Regions from separate parts of the Mus musculus genome. Here region 2 is linked to region 1. Evidence: chromatin contacts called from public HiChIP or PLAC-seq data. All regions are on one chromosome and are shown on one strand. Each heading gives the region's core, a stretch centred on a gene start, on an enhancer-like site or on the middle of the called end of the contact. The rest is flanking DNA. Distances are from core to core; before and after follow the strand shown.

Region 1 (3,236 bases), core at 534-3,033:
GGGAGCATGGTGGTATGTAGGCAGACATGATGGAGGAGAAGTAGCTGAGAGTTCTGCATCTGGATCTGCAAGCAGCAGAAAGAGAGAGAGACTCTGGATTTGGAATGGCTTCTTGAAACCTCAGATCCCATTCCCAGTGACACATTTGTGCCACTCCCTGGTAATCACATATTTAAGACGATGACCCAGAGGGGGAGCATTTCTATTCAAACCACCAAAATGATCTCTTCTGTCCTTCTGTTATCTTTATTTTTCTCTTTTCTTCCTGTTTATAAGTAGCAATTTTTTTTCTTTGAAACGTGCTACCGACTTCTTGAAAAACATCTAGTGCTCTCCAGACCGTAAAAAAATCAAGTCGAACAGCACGAAAGCTATTCCTTTTAAGCTTTGTTCCAGTCAACGTGTCGTTAGCTCTGAAATAGACACTCAGCACTGAACCAAGCCTGTGCTCCTCCAGGCCTCTGACTCTTGTGATTTTTCTATCTAGCAATTCCTTTCTTGGCAGATGGTGCATGTTCTTTAAGGTCCGCTAAAAAGTCACCACCTTTGAAAAGCACTTATTTTCATTCAAGCAAGACTTATAAAGCTCTGTCCATGGAGTAAAGATGGCCAAATATACATGCCAATTTTTGCAACTTAAAGGAAAATGGAAACATTGTCTCTTTAGACTTTTTCAACCTGAACATTTAAATGAAGTAATAAATATAACGAATAAATTATCTTGTTAAGCATTACAGTTTGACTGTCCCTTTTCACTCTCTGAACCTTTTCTACCATTGGAATCATATTAGGAAGTGAGGTCTTTAAGAAGTTATTGCATTATAAGGATTCTGCCCCGCTGTGGAGATTAACACCATTATAAAAGGGCCAGTTAGACCTTTCTTGCAACCTATTTCCCCCTTCACCTTCCACTATGTGCTGAAGACCAGTTAGCACTTTTTTTGGTGACAAGGGCAGGGCCCACAGTGGATTGTATGCTAGTCACATAGCCTATGTGACCACTCTCCTAAATGGATGAGTAACTCTGGTGGGAGGTTAGACTGAGGGAGAAAGGCATACATTGTGTGGACTGTTTACTGGGTCAGTCATGATGCACTCAAAACCAATCAGTCCCAACACAGACACAGCTCAGCGGAAGAATCTTTGATAAACTTGCACAAGGCCCTGGGTTCAATACTAAATGCTATTATAACAAACAAAGAGACACTCCTACAGCAGACCTCAGTCTCCATTTAGTTCCCACAGTACGTCTCAAAGAACACTGGGCAGGAATCTTCTGCATGTTCCCTAGATAAAGTTATGATCCCTCCAATAACTTCTTGTTCCTTTTTGAGTCTGAGACAATGAGTAGGAAACCACTGTCTCTGGGTGGCTTTGGTGACCCTGACCATAAACACCCTAACTCTCCAAGTTAAGCTCACCAAGCGTAGAGAAAGGCTTGGTAGCTCTCAAATAGTCAGAAAGCCCCCAACTAGACACTAGACTCAAGAAGTATGACCCAATCAAGAAATTTCTCCTCCCTGGGTCTACCTAGTCGGAAGCATTGTTTTATCAACACAAAATAGATTAAGGAACTAGGAAAATAAGACGTAATTATGTATGGTGATATTGAGATAGGATGGAAAGACAGGGAAGATTATGTGTGTTAGATGTGTTAGATCCAAAGCAGGCCCCCAAAATTCCAGTGCTGTTGCCAGTGTCCTAAGATTATAGCCTGGGCCTAACCCAGGTATGACTCTGACTGGGTAAATAGAAAGATTGTTATTAGTTAAACAGGAAATTAACCTCGACATGCCTCAGGGATCGCACAAGATGGGTTTTGTTTACCAGGAAAGTCACTACTTCCTACATGGTCAACTACCTCAGGCAAAATCATCTAGCTCCCAAATAACTCAAATAGCCCACAACAGATTAAAGTCTCCATTCTAACCACCAGGTTGTTCTGGCCCATGTGCCTTCTCCTGCTACCACTAACTTCCCAATGAAACAAGCAAGCCTGCTGTTCTCTACTCTCTGTGACGGCTAAGCAGTTTGTTTCCCAATAAACTGTTTTTTTCTAGCCACAGAATGGTCTAGTTAAATGGTTTCCCTTTGTCTTCACTTACAGAGAGAGGCAGAGAGGAAATGGGTCTGAGGTCTCATAAAAATGAGCACACACACAGAAGTAATCTTGCAAGGCAAGAAGTTTTCCTTGTGTAGAAAAGTGAAGCTGTGAAAATTCAGGCAAGCAAGCACACCTAGCAGGAAATCGGCTAAGATGTTACAGCTAGTGCAAGGGCCCTATGCCTCACTTAAGTGGTCAGAGCTCAGCCTGAACATTTTTGCACCATGAGTTAATATAGAATGGTATAGTTTCTATGAAGAGATAAAAACTCAGCAATATTTTGAATATAGAAACTGCTCACCCAAGAGGGCATTTTAACAAATGGTGACTCTTTAAAACATTGGAGATTCTCTTGGCTTATTTAACTCTTTGTTAGAAAAGATAATACATCTTATGTTAATTTCTCATGACTGGGAGGAACAGAGTTTTTCATCATTGTGCTAAGAAGTTCGATGGGCATCAGCAAGTTCAGAGGCCACTGGGGATGGACAAGTCCCTTCATGATTTGCTTTGGACTCAAACTCCCATCCACAATAAAAAGGTGAAGGTTTTAGGGCTTAGTGATCCTATTGGGTGCCTAGGGGAACTGCTTCTTTCTGGTCCAAAGAATGAAATATGAATTCTACTTCTAGGCAGAAAAATGACATTTTTAAAAAGATTTATTTAATATATGTGAATATTCTGTAGATATTTTCAGACACACTAGAAGAGGACATCAGATTATATTACAGATGGTTGTGAGCCACAATGTGGTTGCTAAGAATTGAACCCAGGACCTCTGAAAAAGCAGTCAGTGCTCATAACTGCTGAGCCATCTCTCCAGCCCCCCAAATGACATTCTGATCTGACCCAAAGATTAGAACATTGCATATTACTGTCCCTTCTCTTAAGAGTTAATGCGTCTGGGCCAGGATGATCATCTGGCTATGAGGCCAATCCCCTGGAAAGCAAATTCTCCTGAGGATACACTAAGAAGATGGGAGGGATAATTGTCTGCTAAAGAGGTAACGTGTCTTTATCTCAGAGCCCTCCCTAGAGGCAGTTGTTGGCAGATCTTCACTGAGATCCCTGCCTACTTTTCAGAATTCAGATTTGAAAACCGATCTTTTTCATTTTTATCTCTTCTTTGAAT
Region 2 (3,236 bases), core at 392-2,891, 360 kb before region 1:
TTTTCCTGGGAGAGAGGTTTCCCATCAGGCAAATCTCCTGAGTCCCCGGCACTAGCACTTTCTGGGGGACTGTGTAGAAACAAAGTGTTCTTTGGCATCCAAACTGAGAGAGAGAGGCAGGTGGCAGCCCTTCTTGAGATATGAGGTGGCCATCTTATCAGATCTTTGCCCTGGAGCTCATGAAAAGCCTTTCTGTTGTGTTATTTGCAGTGCAGATGATGTCCTTGTGGCAACTTAATGGTTCTTCACTTTTTTTTCCTTCAATTTTAATTTTTTTTTTTTTTGCTGTGTTATCAAAAACTTGAATACTGTGAGAAGTGAATTTTCAGTTGATGAATCAGCATCTTGTTCCCATGGTGATAACACTAATTGAATATATCTATGAGGGCATGTATTAGTTATTGGAAAACAATACAACACTAACAATACATAGCTGCAATGTTGTACAATGGCTGATTTAACTAAATAAAATGTATAAGTGTTAAGTGTTGCAGTGGTGGTTTTGTCCTTCTTTATGACCAGTCTATTTTAGGAGAATCAGAGGTTGTTAAATGAGGTCAACATGAAGCCAACAGAAACACATGAATTACCTTTGTTTTTCCTTTGTGATTTTATTTAATAATATTCTGAGAGGCCAAACGGTAGCATGTGGACTAGCTCACCACAGCCCTGAGGAACTTTTATTCTTACTGTTACTCAACTGGGCAAAACAAGACATTTTTTAATGAATTTTTTTAAATTTTGAGGCTATCTAGTAAATGAAAAGTAGGAGCTTTTAAGGATGTTGAGGGAAGGGAACTGGGGAATCTGATCAGTAACACAGAGGGCAAGGCCACAGGAATTTGATCCATTTATGTATAATGACAGCAGTATGAGACAGACTTTCGGGACAGCAGTAAACCCTGGCATTTCCTTTTTTGTTTTGCAGCCAGAGAACAGGAAATTAAAGGAATATATTCATACAAAGACAAGGCAGGAATATTCAAATTGTAATCCTTTGGAGTGTTTGGGTTTTAAAAAGCAAAACAACAAAATCGCATTATCAATCATTCTCTCTCTCTCTCTCTCTCTCTCTCTCTCTCTCTCTCTCTCTCTCTCTCCCTCCCTCCCTCCGTGTGTGTGTGTGTGTGTGTGTGTGTGTGTGTATGTGTGTGTCCCCTGTCTGTCTTGTATGTCTACAGTGAAAGCAAAAGAAATGCTTAAAACTGAGTGAGTTTATTTAAATCTTACTGCAACATCAATAGGCCAGCTAGATTTGTATTGTCTCTTGTTCATTAACAAGATCTTCTGGGTCTGGGATCACCATAACAACACTAAAGAAAACAGAATATTAAAGTTTGTGCCCTCCCACCCCCAAGTAGCAGTAGATGTGTCCCTGTCATTTGCTTACTGGGCTCTGTTTTCTACTTACTGCAACTCTGGGTTTGCCTGGCACTGGATGTAGAACATTGAATAGCAAGAGAAAATATGAAAATATGGTATCTTCTCATACTTAGCTTCGTGCAAACCCAGTTTTGAAAGTAAGCTTTTGTGACTCATATGCCCTTTTACAAAAATATATTTAGAAGTGGGGCTGAGAGAGCCTCTAATCTAAGGGAAGATGATAGATAGCTTGTAAATGGTCTGTATTAGTCATACAGAGGTGTAAACTCACACACATGCATAGACGCTAAGCATCAATTGGAAATGAGACTGCTCGTGGGAGCCATTCAGTTGATGTCAGCTTGGAGAGCCTGGTTATGGGCAAATGCCAGGCATGAGAATAGGTCAGATGGAAAGAAACTAAACAAATTTTTAATGAAAACCTAAATCAATGCTAATTTTTCTTGAGTGGCAGATTCTCTCGAGATAATCTGCCTGCTTTCATTAAAAAAGCATATTAAAACTTTGTGAAAACTGAATCCATCATCTCTACTTAAAAACAATACTTTCTTTCCCTTGGGTGAGCTGCTATTTCTGAGTCCTATCTACTCACACCAGAATCCAATGACAGTCTTGCAATGTACCACATGAGTAAATAGGTAATACAACGTCATCTCAGGGCAAAAACGATATTTAAGAACATCTTTTAAATAGTTAAGAGAAAAACAGACCCATTTCCCAGGTTCGTTGTTTGTTTTTTACACAAATTAAATTCTTGTTTATACACAGACATTCTCAAATATTAAAAGGCCCCAGCCATTTTCTGTTAGTGCCACACAATGGAGCAAATAGTATATTAAGGTGTACTTAGAATCTAAAGGTGCTTGAGGATATAGTGGTTCTGTGTGTGCACATGTACATACACCCATATATCAACAGTGATATTTCTACTAATTCAATAGAGTGACAGATTCAGCCACTGTGGGATGTTGAATTCAGAGACTACTTGAAAGTTTTAGAGGCAACATGACAAAATAATTAAATGTGTTGTTTATAGTTAAATGTGTGGTTTTGAAGGTTAAATGTGCGGTGTTTTATGGTTAAATGTGTGGTTTTGAGTAAGACCTGGGTTGGAATCCACTCAGCGGGGTTAGCACAAACTCCTTTGTCCTTTGTGAAAGCTAGTTTTTAGAAGACAATTTCCTCACCAGGAAGATAGAACAGTTCTTGCCACATGGACATCATCCTGCAGATGCAGACAAAAGCTACAAGCTATGACCTGATACCACAGAAGCCAGTGTGCCGCAGAATCTTTTTTAATACATATCCACACGTGCTATCAGTCCACACTTGGGATTGAGCAAGCTCAGAGCCAGTGTTAAAGACCTTAATACAATTGCTCTCGATTAGAACGCCAAACCACTTCCCGTGCCAGAATCACTGCCCCACTGTCACGCTCAGCCTGATGTTCAGGGAGGGACTCCAAGAGTTCTTTCTCAATCGGTCTGCATAACAGCTCTTGTTTCCATTCCTTTTTCAAGCTGTACCCACACTCATTTTTTTTTAATGTTTTTTTCTCTCTGAAACTTGACTACAGAATTTAGATAGAGTTGCCAAGTCCCTGCCTGAGGGGCTGTACTCTAAGCAACATGCCTGGCAGAGGAGCCCCAGGGAGGAATTGCTGGGCAGGCTGTCAGGGAGTGGGTATTCACACAATAGTCCTTGTAGTTATCAGATTAAAGTGTGCCCTGCGCCCCTTTCCCTGGGGTGTCTTAAAGAGTCCAGTCTCATCTAGGCCATAGTGGAGATCTTGTGTTGATGGGTATGTGGGTGCACCCACATGTGTGTTCGAGTGCACGTGAGTGCATGTGTGC

The links. HiChIP or PLAC-seq counts read pairs in DNA pulled down with a chosen protein or histone mark.
Region 2: a contact with region 1 is called in a FOXA1 HiChIP or PLAC-seq map of pancreatic cancer cells. The contact joins two enhancer-like sites. A contact is called at or near these places in 2 of 15 datasets of contacts at CTCF or cohesin (large pre-B cells and pro-B cells), 14 of 484 Hi-C or Micro-C datasets (B cells, the C10 cell line, CD8 T cells and 11 more), 4 of 115 datasets of contacts at active chromatin or transcription factors (embryonic stem cells, epiblast stem cells, large pre-B cells and 1 more) and 1 of 9 other capture datasets (liver).

Annotation. Positions count from the first base shown.
Region 1 is chr3:126,559,823-126,563,058 of GRCm38.p6, reverse strand. No RefSeq gene overlaps it. Among named protein-coding and RNA genes, the nearest start is that of Camk2d, 36 kb to the left of the region's middle. Within about 2 kb of position 1,783, at least 12 of the 459 cell types and tissues checked have an H3K27ac peak or open chromatin away from gene starts, as enhancers often do. A contact at or near this core is called in muscle stem cells and pancreatic cancer cells, where this site is marked.
Region 2 is chr3:126,918,861-126,922,096 of GRCm38.p6, reverse strand. It overlaps Ank2 (ankyrin 2, brain), which reads left to right. Exons shown (of 48, transcript NM_001327938.1): 48 at 1-490. Among named protein-coding and RNA genes, the nearest start is that of Gm25501, 85 kb to the left of the region's middle. Within about 2 kb of position 1,641, at least 46 of the 459 cell types and tissues checked have an H3K27ac peak or open chromatin away from gene starts, as enhancers often do. A contact at or near this core is called in muscle stem cells and pancreatic cancer cells, where this site is marked.